Linked DNA regions of Arachis hypogaea: region 2 is linked to region 1. A link is a contact called in public Hi-C data. All regions are on one chromosome and are shown on one strand. The core of a region is the stretch at or near the end of the contact, and the rest is flanking DNA. Distances in the headings are between cores, read along the strand shown.

What was found. Hi-C and Micro-C count contacts between places; a contact is called where the count stands out from the background.
Region 2: a Hi-C map of leaf shows a contact between it and region 1, with 4 times the contacts expected there. The contact joins the promoter of LOC112706414 here to the enhancer-like site in region 1. A contact is called at or near these places in 2 of 8 Hi-C or Micro-C datasets (both in leaf).

What each region holds. Positions count from the first base shown.
Region 1 is chr1:104,526,031-104,533,209 of arahy.Tifrunner.gnm2.J5K5, forward strand. No RefSeq gene overlaps it. Among protein-coding and RNA genes, the nearest start is that of LOC112706403, 3.8 kb to the left of the region's middle. Within about 2 kb of position 5,816, at least 1 of the 3 cell types and tissues checked has open chromatin away from gene starts, as enhancers often do.
Region 2 is chr1:104,589,700-104,597,092 of arahy.Tifrunner.gnm2.J5K5, forward strand. LOC112706414 (oligopeptide transporter 3) reads left to right here and starts at 5,635. Exons shown (of 6, transcript XM_025757713.3): 1 at 5,635-6,285; 2 at 6,742-6,839. The coding sequence starts at 5,776.

The DNA of each region.
Region 1 (7,179 bases), core at 4,566-7,065:
GTTGTATGAATCTTTAGTGATAAAATTAAAGTTTTGTTAAGTAGAAATAATTTTTTGAATAATATGAACAATAAATTCTATAATTTATCCAACAAAATAAAAAATACTTCACTCTTAAATTATCTCATAAACTCTAATATTAAAATAATTATTCGCACATTTAATAAATTAAATATTTAATATATTTATTGTTTATATTATTTAATATTTTTATTATTTACCTATATTTTTTTAAAATTAACAGTGTTGGTTATTGAAACTGAGCTAATGAATCAATATATTTAAAGACTAAATCTCCTAATTATTATATTTAGTTTCATCAAACATATTTAAAAAGATAATAATAACTTAATTTAAAGAAGTCATTTTTTTAGACTAAAATATATGTTGAACCGTTTTCATATGTATGTGGGTTTTGTTTATGGTAGAAACTCATCTGTAGTCGACTGCAGGTGAAGTTGTTTCTTAAAAAAAATTGGTTTATTTTATATAAATGATTTATTTAAAAAAACCGGTTTGAATTGGACTAAACGATTATTTTTATTCCTTCTTCTTCGTTTTCACACGTTCGTTTTCTTCCAATCCCTTTTTCAGAACTAATATCAAACTTTCAATTAGGTATGTTCTTCTTATTTATATTTCTTAATCAAATTTATTATTTCAAATATATTTCTTAATTTATGTTTTTATTCATTCCTCTGTGAATGATAAAAATTATTTAATAAATACGTACATGTTTATGTCATCATACCATTTTAATATTTAGGATGAAATTGATTGGACATTAGATAACAATTTTGGGAGTTCTACTGTTCACATATTTGGCTAGAATCAGTATAAAAATTGATTGGATTGCCGTTACTTTTCAGATTCAAGTCATTATAGGTAAAGTTAGTACCTTTATTATGCAAGTATTGAATTAACAAAACAAAAGTTAATTTAATTTAACGGTAAATTTGTAAAATAAAAGTTAATTGATTGATTACCATAAAATTTAATTTAACGGTAAATTTATAATTGAACATATTTTTAAAGCTTAATTTAAAATCTGTTTACAGCTTAATTTAAAAACAATTGAAAATGTAAGTTATGAAAAATAAAACAAAGCTCATCAAGAGGATAAAAACAGAGATACAACAAAAAGGATAAATGATACCATTTATGCCATTTTTATAAAAAAAAGTGAATTTTGTTTCTTTTTCAGAATACTAAATGTTACTTTTTCAAACAATTTGTATACATATATTTGATGAAAATTAAATAAATAAAAGTTTCAGATAAATTTAAAGAAAAATTGGTCAATAAAAATGAAGAAGAAGAACATATCAAATTCATCTGTTAGGAATTTAGGAATAATATGCAGAAAGAATTGAAATTATTTTAAAGATAGTTATTTGATCTACTTAAACCGATTTTTTAAATAAACTATTTGTATAAAATAAATGGATTTTTTTTATAGGACTCTAGGGATACATATGCAATTACGATAATGTACGAAGGCATGCGTGCCGTACACGTGTCTCGGGATTAGTTTATCTTGATCAGATCACCACATAAGTATTGCATTACAGAGGTGATCCCTCTCCACTGAGTGATGGATGTTGTTGGACCAAACCTCACCTAGCTATTTTATGCTTCAAGCTAGTAAGGGGGTGGATTATTGATTAATTCAATGACCAAGAAGATGATTCTGTTATTAAATTGTTGGGTGGGACTCGTCAAAATCCGTGGGCTCCATAGTCTGTCCTATTTCTTCCATCTCTATACACATTACACACACCCTAAAAAGATTGCCTAACAAAATAAAATATACACTAAAAGGAATAAATATTTTTCCCTTCTCTTTTGGGAGATTAATGCGCTTCAATTGTTTAGGATATGATTTTGACGGCTGGTAATGCTAACAAATGAAGGCTTGTCAACTATATTACTTTAATTTTATGTACCAAATAGATTATGTGGGTAAATGGAGAGAGGCTAGGAGAAACCTGATTAATTTTCTTTTGGAATTTTCTAGATAATGCGCTAGTTTATTAAAAATTTAAAATAGACCTCAATAATGTTGATTGAAAACTATTTTTGACTTTGGTGGGAATAATGGGTGATTTTATTGTGTTTTTGGTTGTGGTGTAATGGGTGTTTTATGGCAATATATAGTCCAATCATGGTCTTAGCTATGGGCCCTTAATTTTGTTGGGCTCAAAAAGGTAGCCCAACATAGGATAAGTTGGCCGCCCGCACAAAATATGATCTCATCTAAGTGGTCTCTAGTAGGGTTATTTTAAGGAAAAGTGGTCTACGTAGTCCATGACCAAAAACCAGTGGTAACAAGAATGATAACCCGTGACGCAAACCCCACCTTTAAAAAAAAAAAAAGCGAGAGTGCTTCAATGCAAGAAGGCGTTTTTAGTTTTTTTTTTCTTTTTTAATTTAGTGTATGATCTCATGATTTTATATATTTTTTTTTGTCAATAGATTGCACAACCTCAATTCTAAATACACAACACACTCACACATTTCTTATACATTTTATCACATTTTTTTGACACTTTTAAAAATCATGTTAATGAGCCTTAACTAACATGACATATCTCCCCTTCCCCACCTCAAACGTCTAGAATTTTTGAAATGGGATCTCCTAATGTCCCCCCCAAAAAAAAAAACAAAATGGATCTCCTGCATAATTAATTCCATCCAGGGATATTTATAGTTCGGTTCGGTTCGAAGATTCGGTCCGGTTCCAAATTTTTTAGGGGTTAATTTGATGTGGTTTTATCGGGTTTAGAATCGAGTAAAGGTCTCAAAAAATAGATCCGGTCATTATTTCGGGTCGGGTCCTGATCATAATTTGGGTCGCTCGAACTCGGTCCGGTCATCATACACAATTAATATTTTGTATTATTTGTGATGAATGATGGCTATTCTTATGTAAAATTTAAGTATTGTAACCTTAATATTTTGTGTTATTAGTCATTATAAGACTATAAATTAATGTTTTATGTTTAAAATGCATAAGACTTTAGACTAATGCATAATATTGTGTTATTTGTATTGATTTAAATATTTGGTGTTATTAGACAATATTAGTATTAATTGTGGTTATACTTTAATTTTAAGAAAGTGTTGGTTCTTTATATATTTTTCTAAGTAAATTTTACCATGTGAAATAATGGTTGGAGTCTTGAAAATTTAGATATTTTACAAAAAAGTAATGTTAACGGCCCGATTTTTACTCAATATAATTATAGTCCAAAAGTATATAGATTTTATGAGATTTAAAGTCAAATTCGAATCTAACAAATAAATTCAATATATATTTCAGATCAGATTTAGATTATATCAAATTCGATTTCACCCGAAATGAACACCCCTAATTCCATCGGTGCAATAACCGTTACTGCATCCACATACAGCTACAGTACTACCACCTTTGAGTCTTTGACTAATAAAAGAAATTACACATCTGTCCTCAATGCAATGCAAACATTTGTTTATTCATTCTTTGAAGCGGACAAGTTTGTGGAATATGTGTACAAGAGGACCAGAAAGCAGGCAACAAGTATTAAAGAAGGAAGAAGCAGATCAGAACAAACAATTAGAGGAAATACTAATTAATTAATTTAAGTAGCTCAACTAATTTATATTATTTCGGTTTGTAAGCCTTAGATTATTCCAAAGAATCAACGTCTTATAACACCAAATAAGGGTACAAATAGAACGAGTTAATATATATTGTGAATAGCCTTAATTAATGTGCCTCGTTTCACATTTGACATATCCTATAGCAACGTTTTGTAACATAAAGTGGAGTACAAATAAAGAAGCTAAGGTCAGAGAAATATGATGCACCTTATCTCCCCATTTTGGGTTGGTTTGTACGTGCAAGTAGCAGTACATATAGTTTTGGACCACGCACAAGGCATAATTGCCTAAGTTGAATTGAGAGTACATTGATTAGAGAATTTTAAGACAAATACAGGCATATAATGCAAAAGTAAAAAGGCGAGAATGTGGAACACTGATAATTGAGGTCTTAATCAAACAGATATTGGGATTGTGCGGTACCTTCATGAATAATGGCTAAGCCACAAAAACAACATATGCAGCGCATATCATATAAAGTGGTTTCTTACTTTCTTTTCTTCTCTGTGTTTCAATTTGGACCTCTATGGGCCTAGCTAGCTTCGCTTTTTGGAGCTTACTATCCATCTTCTCTTAATTATTAGTGCTCTAGGCACATTTTGGAGTAAACGGGCCCTTTCATCTTCTTCAAACGTTTTCCCTTGGATGAGACAAAAGACAACTAGCTTATGAACGCTTAGCCTTTATCTCGAGTGCAACACTTATCAATCAAAATGGTCAACAATAATAATCTATCAATCGTTTTTATGTAATTTTCAATATGTATATTGATTGGTAATGGTTGCATTTTACTCATATGCTCAGATAATGCCGTGACAACAGTTTGATTGATGGAGATTGTTTAATTTACAGATACTACTCTTTGTGGTACAAATTTAAGGAAATTAAATGGATAATGTTTCATTCTGATTTTGCTTGCTTTTCTTCTGTTAAAGGCTTGATTCCATCATACTTATCATAGTAACGAAAGACAAAATCACAAAAATGCTGTCTCATATTCGTACGTGTATATAACTAGTAATTTATTGATTAGTGACAAATTTTTAGTTGGAGTTTAAATTTGTAGGTTAGATTAAAGATACTGTTAGAAAATAAAAGTGATATATATATATTTATATATAATTAGTTATTTGTACGTATAAATACATGTGTTATTTTATATATTTAAAATATATATTTTGTATTTTTAATACATAGTTTAGAAAAATATTAAAAAATTATTAGAATTTTTTTTGTCATGAGATAGCCATTAATATTTAAAGTGTGAGATAAAAGTATATTGTTAAATTAGTAAATTAAAAGAATTGAGTTGATGGCTAAAAATGAAAAAAATAAAAAATTATGATGATCTAGCATTTTTTTATATTTTATTTGAATAATTGATTTAAAGATCTAGCCTAATTCAATTACTAAGGGGCGCATCGAGTAGCTACACGGTAGAAGGCAGTATTAATTTTTAATTAAGCATAAAATTAGCTGGACAAGGTAGTATGAAGAAAGCATCTACTCCTACCACCATTGATGTGAACCTCATTTCTACCACAAATTAAACATAATGGTGGATGGGAATATCAACCATGATATCAAAGCGAATAACACTAACTGAAACAATAGGGGGTAAAATTAAAATTATTACACCATTGATGATCGAACCCAAAACCAAAAGTGATATGCGCATGTGAACGATGTGGGGCGCCCTCAATTCTTAGGCTCAAACTCTATGATGAATGAATTCTCCCTCCGATCCCTTCTGTAATTTACACAAAAATAATTAACAAATATATATGTGCGGACCACGCATATTATTGGTTATGACAATGGTCAACGGATTGTGATCGATCACATCCAAACAATTGAGTCTCAGCCAGAATTACTGAATAAATACAATGATGCGTTAATAGCCTTAGAGAGCCATCAATAATGATATTCTATTCAGATGGAAACGCATCTTCATATAGTCTCTACTGGTGAAAGATTCATCACTCCCTAAGTTACATACTGCAAGAACGAAACAAAATCGAGTTTAATTTATTTCGGGAATTAAAAACTAATATTAATGCCAGCTAATTAATAATGAACCAACAATAATAATATTCATCTGTCCATCACACTTGCAACTAATTAATAACGTGACCGTAGCAATAATAATGTTCATTTTTAAATGCCAAATATGCAATAAAAAATACACTTTCTAGTTTCTATAGCTTAGGGCATGCCTAATGTTTTCTACTTGGATAACAACAATTCAGAAGCATCCCAATAACAAAAGTCATTAGTTTTTGAAAAGACTTCCAAGTTATTTGTCTTTTGTCGATGAATGCTAAAGAGACAATAATCTAAAATTATTTTGTTTAACTTAATATTTATAATTTTATATTTATAAATTTTAAAATTATATATCTATTATATTTAATATTATATATTTATTTTAAAAATAATTAATAAATATAAAATAAAATAATTTTAGATTAATTTTTGATTGATTTTAATTGTCTCTTAAATATTTTTTCTATGTAATAGTAATAAAAAAAGGATTGAATTAAATCTCACCGTAACCTATTGGTCAAAGATAAATTAATTTTTGTCCACTTGGATTAGAGAATAATATGGGTAACGAGAAAAAAAGTCAAGTGAAAGTTCTGATGAAAAGATGACCCGTGAACCAGGCCAGATATAATTAATTTTTCTTGTTTTGTATATAGGTTGGTGCGACGTCATATTTTGCCATCTTGATATTAACACATTTCTAAGCAAATAATGGTGTGAAACCAGGAAAATATTTGTATTCAGCAATCATTGAGCCCGTGAGACTCTTAATTCATATCCATAAGAATTATAAGATGCAATAGAAGTTTGATAATAGATACGGACATATAATAATTAATAAATAAGATTTAACCAATCATTAGTTAATATATATATTTTAAATATGTAAGTTTAAAATTTAAGACGTATAATTTTTTATTTTTTAAATGTACAAAATATTTTTAGATTGATTCTTGGTTGATTTAATTTTTATTATTCTTGAGTAGGACCATAAATTTCAATGTCATGGCATACCTGCAACATCACGCCATGATGTGAATTTCTGTTTTGTTATCATTTTATTTAGTGAAAGATGCCTTCTTTAATTTTTTACTCATTTACTTGATGGAACTGTGGACACTTTTTGAGCAATTTGAATTTTAAAAGTTTACCGTATAAGAATTGACTATCTTCATGTAAGGTCGATTTCTTTCTGAAAATCATCTATATAAAGATAAATATCATCTATAAACATATAGGTATAGCCCCATACCCACTTTTCAGTTTTTTTCGCAACCTTAAAATGTATAATGTTTTTATTTAATTAAGTCTCTTTCTTACCAACAAATAAATATAGTTTCTATGACCAACATTGTTTAAAAATATTTTTATTCTTCTGAATTTAAGAATTACTTGAATAAAATTATACAGAATAAGTTAGATAAATGATGCTGTCACTATTTTTTTTTATACTAAATTTCTAATATTTTGAATTCGTCATTCTTAATGGTA
Region 2 (7,393 bases), core at 4,385-6,884, 63 kb after region 1:
AATCAATTACAATTTATAAATTATTTTTTAGTATTTTAAAAGATCAATTTTATCTTTGATAATATTTATCTTTCAAAAATTTTAAGACTAATTATTTTTATTACAAATCAAATAATATAATACAAAGTTAAAATGATATTGAAGTAAAAACGATAAGAAGGAATGAATTATCCAACCTAATAAAAAAATTTATAAAAAAAGAGTACTTGAAAAAAAAAAGAGTACATTTCTGAGAACAATGCAAGTTAGGAAAAATAAAAAAAAAGTAACTGTGGAATAATAAAAAATATTTATGGACAAAATAAAAAAAATCTTAAAAAAATTTGTGTCCCTCTTCTAAATTTTGTGTCCATTATTATTTTTCGTAAAAAAATGAATACAAAAATATAAAAAATTGTCTCAAAGACAAAATATATTCAGTATCTATATTTTTATTTTTAAACACTTTTTAAAATTATGTTGTCCATATTTTCATATCTTATTTCCAAAAACAGACGCTACCATTTGAGATTGCACCACTTTTAACTTACGTGGCTGTGACGTGTTACATATAACGGAAAGTCAGCAACTAGGTGATAAACTTTCGAGTTAGTATCACGGTGTTACTAGTTCCCTTGCTGACATAGATAACTCTTTTTTCTGATGTGTGGTGCCACTTACAGGTTTTTCAGACACGCGTTCAAGTACGTGAAACTCACGCGATCTAATGGTCCTTTTCCTTCTTGGCTTCTTCGTACTAGTGCAAGTACTCTTTATTGGTTTTTGTTGCAATGCGCCCCACCATAACTTCTCCTTCGCTCAAAATAGGAGTAACGAATTTTTAATATGGTGGTTCAGAGGTTCACTAAAGTAATTTTTAAAATATATGTTAAGATTATTATTCAAATTTTTTAATTTTTATTTGGTATATCTAAATTTTATATTTTAAAAAATACATGATAAATATGTTAAAAATTTAAGTTTTATATAATTTTTATAACCTATTCAAATCTAACAAAATAAAAATACCAATAATTTTGGTGCTTCATCTCATATCTAACATCTCTCTCCGTGTCGTAATAGCGATTAACAATAATCAATTAATAATTAATAATTTTTTTATATTTTTAATATGCAAGAGGTAAAAATGTTGGAATAACTAAATTTATATTTGGTCTAATTTAATGTGTCACAAAATAATTTTATTCTATTTTAAAAATCTAAATTTATTAATAAATCAAATTTAGCATCGCAAATTAATCAAATTAACATATAAGACCAACCTAAGTTTAAGAATGCCAATATAGAGGAATAGAGATGACAACCCTCCCTTTTTTATCCCATATAACCACAAATTTCTTCTCATTTTCTATGATAGAAAAATATTTATCTCCATCATATTTTCTATGGAAAAATATGATTTTACTGAATTAAAAAAAACACCCTTAATTTCATAAGGCGTCACTTTACGACCCATAATGTTAAGTTCAGTATTGTTAAAGCTCAAAACTTATTCTTAGGCACGTAGAAAGGGTTGTCACAGATGTCTTGACAAATGTTAGAAAGAAAGAAAAGAGAAAGTATAAGGAGCCAATGAAATATTTGTACAATATGGATAATAAAGGTTTAAGAAATATTAGAAATACAAGCATTAGTGTTATCTTTTTCATCAGTGTAAGCTTTTGAGATGAGTGACATGATGACATGATATCGTAGCTCTAAATCTAAAAAAACAAAAATTCAATTTTAACCTTAAAATCAACTAAAACTTTTAGAATGAGTGATTCGATCTATTTATTTTAAGAATTTCGGTACCACGATAATTCCTCTTGAGCAAGCACTTTTTTATACTCTTTGCACAGACGAAATTGCAAATGTTTCAAGTAATAGTTAACTCTATTAGGCAATGAATTTGCAATACAAAGTCTAAAGAGAATTTTTTTTCTTTAAAAAATTTTCAAAAACGGAATTGTTCTGGTCACAAGAAAATAGAACGGTCTTTTTTCTTTATTGCCCATGGTATTTTGAAATAATTAAAGACAAAAGGGGGCGTGATCAAATTTGAGTATAGGAAGTTGCTTAATAAAGTTATTTAAAAATTAGATTTGTCAATCTGAATTTCTAATAACACGATCTAGCCTAACTACCAAATTACCTCTCTTTCAAGTAAAAGGTCAGCTCATAGAATTTAAATCAACCAAATCACAGTCGAAGACGCAATCCTAAAAATAGCACCACCACATCTTTTATGGTCATGAAAATAACATTAAAATCACTTAAATACCAGAGTTTTAATGTTATCTTCCAAATGCCTCAAATTATTTCACAGAAGTTTTCTGTTCCCTTTTTGAAGACTATCGTATATAGCTTTGAGTAACAAAAGAGCAGAATTATTATAAAATACCAAAAGATGAATGAATTGACTATTATGACCTAAAATGTCAACATTTCAAATACTCGAATCCAATAAAACTCAGATACCGCCAGAATGGTCACTAGCCTGCCTCTTCACAAAAAACTATCAAAATCTAACTTATTCTTAACTTCCTTTTTCCAATCCCACTTAGATGAGTTTCAAAAAAGAGCAGAAAATTTGCATCAAATTTACGTCTTTAAATTTCTAATTAACGAAGAAAATCATTTAATACCAATACCTCTACAATTCCAACTGATAATATTAAATATTCATAAGGGAGATATAAAAGGGGAAGGTAATGAAAAACTTGGATATCATTTTTGAGCATTCGACTTTTATTTCAGGGTGAAAACTCAGGTGCAGTCGACTTTACGTGAAATTGATAGTTGAGAATCGTTAAAAAAAATTAATTAAATTAATCAAATCATCTAACCGCTATCAGTTATCAACGTGAAGTCAACTGCACCTAACTTCTCACCTTATTTCAGACCAAATGGTCCCAGAAAAAAAGCTCGCTGCCATCTTATATAAGTGATTCATAAATTAATTAGTATTAATTTTTTATAACTAAAAATAATTGTAAAATAATTAATTAATAGAATATACCAATTAAATAATAGTATAAATAAAAAATTTAATTCATAATTTCATAAAATAATTTTTTAAAAAATAATTATGCATATAATAAGAGTACAGTACTCACAAAAATATATAATGAGTACTAAACCATGTAAATAAAAATTAATTTTTTTAACTTATCCTCATTTTTTTTAAATTAAAAAATGATAAAATAATTTATTTTTAATAAAAACTGAATTTTTTTATATTTAAAAATTATTAAACTTTTTATTATTTATTCAAATTATATTATTTTAACTAAATAAATTTTATCTTTACGATTAACTCAAATATTAGAATATTACCTTTATTTTTATAATTTTTGTTTTATTTAAATTTATTTTTTTATATTTTTAGATTTAATTTCATAAATATGTGTTAGGATATTTAAAAATGATACTATATATTAATAAATTTATTTAAAAAATTAATTTATTTAAGATAGAATAGTCATGACACGTTCATGCTACAAAAAATATTATTTATGATAAAAGGTTAAATTTTAATCATTGTAATAATATTTCGTGATAAATAGATGACACATTCAATTTATTTTTATCATAATTTAGTATTGATAGTTAAAATTTAATGGCTAAACTCTATTTCTATAGTAGTAAATCTTTGAATTCAACCTTTGAAATTAGAATTATCCGATAAAAATCAAACTCTTAACATTTTTGTGTTGTCATTGTCTTCTTGATATTATTCTTGATATTATCGGTCTTTCGAATTGGAATTATCTTTTACTATATCATTATCCAGATCAAATTCTGAAATGTCTTTTTAAGTCAAGAAATCCAAAGAGAGTCAGAAGGTGAATCTTTTACATAATTTTTGTATTCACACTTTCATTAGGATTTCCCATCTCCGAAATATCCATAGACTCTATCGGTTGATTAAGATCAATCTCATCGCGTGTTTTAATTATTTTTTGTACTACATTTAACTAATCCTTCTCTTGTGATAAAACTCTAAAAGAGCATTCCATGTTATTAACTTTTGTTAAGGGAAAAAATTGTTTAAAACGGGTCTAAACGGACTAAACTAGTCCAGTAGTTATTAGATTTGATTTATACATGTAAGAATGTTCTTATTGTTAATTATTAGTTCTTAATTAATTAGCGAAAGGCCATTTTTTTAAAAATTTGTTTTTTTCCAATAATCACAAGTATTTATTAGTGATAAATGTTATTTTTTATTGGATTTTTTTTGTGATATTTATTATTGGATTTGAGTTAATGTTAGTTAATTTTTTATTTTTTTAAATTAAAATTATTAATTTTTTAACTTCTTTTTTTAACAGTCATGAGGATAAGAATAATTTTTAAATGAGTAAGAAGAAATAAGAATGGTATACTTAATTAGTAAACTTGCTAATTTTTATAAATATTCTAATAAATATATTAAAATTTTAACATCTAATAAACTTAATATGTTGTCTAAACTCTTACTAAATTTAAAAAATCTCTTCCTAGTTTTGACTAATGTTGTTAGAGAAACACCATTAAGTGTCTGAATAAACCGAAGACTATGGTCCACGTAGGTGCAACATGTGGACTCCACTAAGTAGTTGGTAATCATGCAGGCAACACGAGAATAACACGAGCAACCGTTACATTGTGCCAACGTGGCATGGAGAGAATTTCCATGCGTCAGTTGCGGGTCCTACTTATCTGACATGGCACACCCCCTTTAACTGAGAACGGAAGGAGAAGTGTGTGACCCTCTTCTCAGAACGTGCTCTCACTCGCCCGACGAGGCTTTCCGACTTGAATTAGTGGCTGGTTATAATTTAAAGTCTTTCCCTAGTTTCCAGGCTAGTCATACCACATTCTTATTTTGTTATTTGACTTAATTCAATTTAAGTACCACTATAATATGGATTAATTGTACATTATTAATTATTTTAATTGAATAATTATATAAAATATTTTAAAAATTAAATAAAAAATTAAATAACAATATATTACTATTTTTTTGGTATCTATATATTAGTGTTTAATTTTAATGTATTAATAGTATAAAATATTTTACACAATAATTTAATTACATAATTATTTTTATTAATATAATATTATATAATAAAATGTATGTGTTTTATATTGATATTGTATTAAAATTAAATTTATTATATTATATTAATATAAACATTTTTCACTAAAAATTTATGAATTTAATTTGATATATCATCTCTATAAAATATATACATTTAATTACATAATATTACATATTTATACTAAAAAAATAATTATATTTTATATTAAATATGTAAATAATTATTCAAAAAATAAATATAATTAGATAATTATATAAAAAAATTATAATACATCAAAATTAAAAAATATTATATACACACAAAAATTAATTATTATATATTTTTATATTAATACATATATTATTTTATTTATTTTAATGTATATTTTATATTTTAATATATATTATATACAAATAAACTAATTTAATAACTAATTTTTAGTGTACAACTAACATAATTACAAAACTAAACTCATAAATCATTACATGGAAATATATAATTCTATTTAATGTTCACAAAAAACTTTTTAAGTATTCTAATTAATTAGGGGTAATTTTATATTTAGAAAAATGTATAGGGGCATTTTGGGAATGTGAAAGTATTTTTATAAGGAGTGGGCAGAGGCAGAGACAGGTCCATGTATCTGCGAAGAACGACAAAGAAAACACATCAACTCTCCCTCTGACTCTCTCACTCTCACTCACTCTTTGCCTTCCTCCTCTCTCCAATGGCGACCAAGAACCACGCCGATGACCCCACGGACACCGAGAAGGCCGCCAACGGAGGAGAACCTCCGTACGAAAGATGCCCCATCGAGGAGGTGGCTCTTGTGGTGCCGGAGACCGACGACCCTTCTCTTCCGGTGATGACTTTCAGAGCCTGGTTTCTTGGGATAACCTCATGCGTGCTCCTCATCTTCCTCAACACCTTCTTCACCTTCAGGACTCAGCCTCTCACCATCTCCGCCATCCTCATGCAAATCCTTGTTCTTCCCATAGGAAGGTTCATGGCTGCCACTCTCCCCACAGACCAGTACAACTTTCTTGGCTGGCGCTTCTCGTTGAATCCTGGCCCTTTCAACATGAAGGAACACGTCATCATCACCATCTTCGCCAACTGTGGTGTTTCCACTGGTGGCGGAGATGCTTACTCCATTGGTGCCATCACTGTTATGAAGGCTTATTACAAACAATCATTGACCTTTCTCTGTGCTCTCCTCATTGTCTTAACTACCCAGGTTTTTAATCTTTTCCTTCTTCCTCATTTTCAATCACTGGAGCTCTTACTTCCTCATTTTTGTTTGAATGGAGATGCCAGGATGTAATCCTAATTGTTTATCTTCTTTTTCTTTGTTTTGTTTTGTTTTGTTTTTTTTTTTTTTTTCCCTTATATAAATGAAATCTGTCTTCAAAATCTGTCCTTTTTTAATCGTCGACAATAAAATATGTTCTCCTGTATTTGTTTATTTACATACACAATCCTATCTTCAAATTGCTGGTTTTTTTTAATAGATGCAAAAAGTGTGACAGATTAGTCGAATTTTCAATAGTAAAAGTCCTTCTCTTTTGGATTTGTTTATTATTATTATTATTATTATTATATCTTTGAAGCAAATATTCTGGTCTTATTTGTCTCAATCTGCTGTGGAAAGTTTTTCTTTTTAAAAAGTGAAATGTTCTAAATTGCGTTGCAGGTCTTGGGGTATGGATGGGCTGGGATTTTGAGGAGGTATCTGGTTGATCCTGTTGATATGTGGTGGCCAGCAAACCTTGCTCAAGTCTCTCTCTTTAGGTTCATTTCCTGCTCTCTTTCTTTCTTCCATCCTTCCATGTTACGGTTTCATAAGGACCTTGGTAGTGTGCTAATATTCTCTATTCAATATTCATTATGAATTCACCAATTTACAAAACCATGGACCACCCTTTGGTTGAGGAAGAACTCCACAGAAGTTTGCATTTCTTGCATTTTTAGAATTTGAGACATCACAAATTAACTTTAGAATGACTTGAAACAATTAAGGAAATATTTGTTTCGTTTGATATCAACCCAATTGGAGCCGTGACATTTCTTCCAAGTGCTAACTGAATAAGGAAATAATCAAATGATAACACGAATCAATTTTGTCATTGACTTGGAATTCTTATCACTAGCATATGATGGGAAACGCAAACATATTCTTTAGCCTTAGTGGACTCAACCGGGCAGTTGTAAGTAACAAGCGTCACACTTGGGCTCTTTTAGATGCCTTACGCCTGTGGAGTAAGGCATCTTCACTGCTGATGCTGAAAGGCTTATGCTATTAGTTCTGTTTTATTTTGTTACATTGGTGCAATATTTTCTGGAGG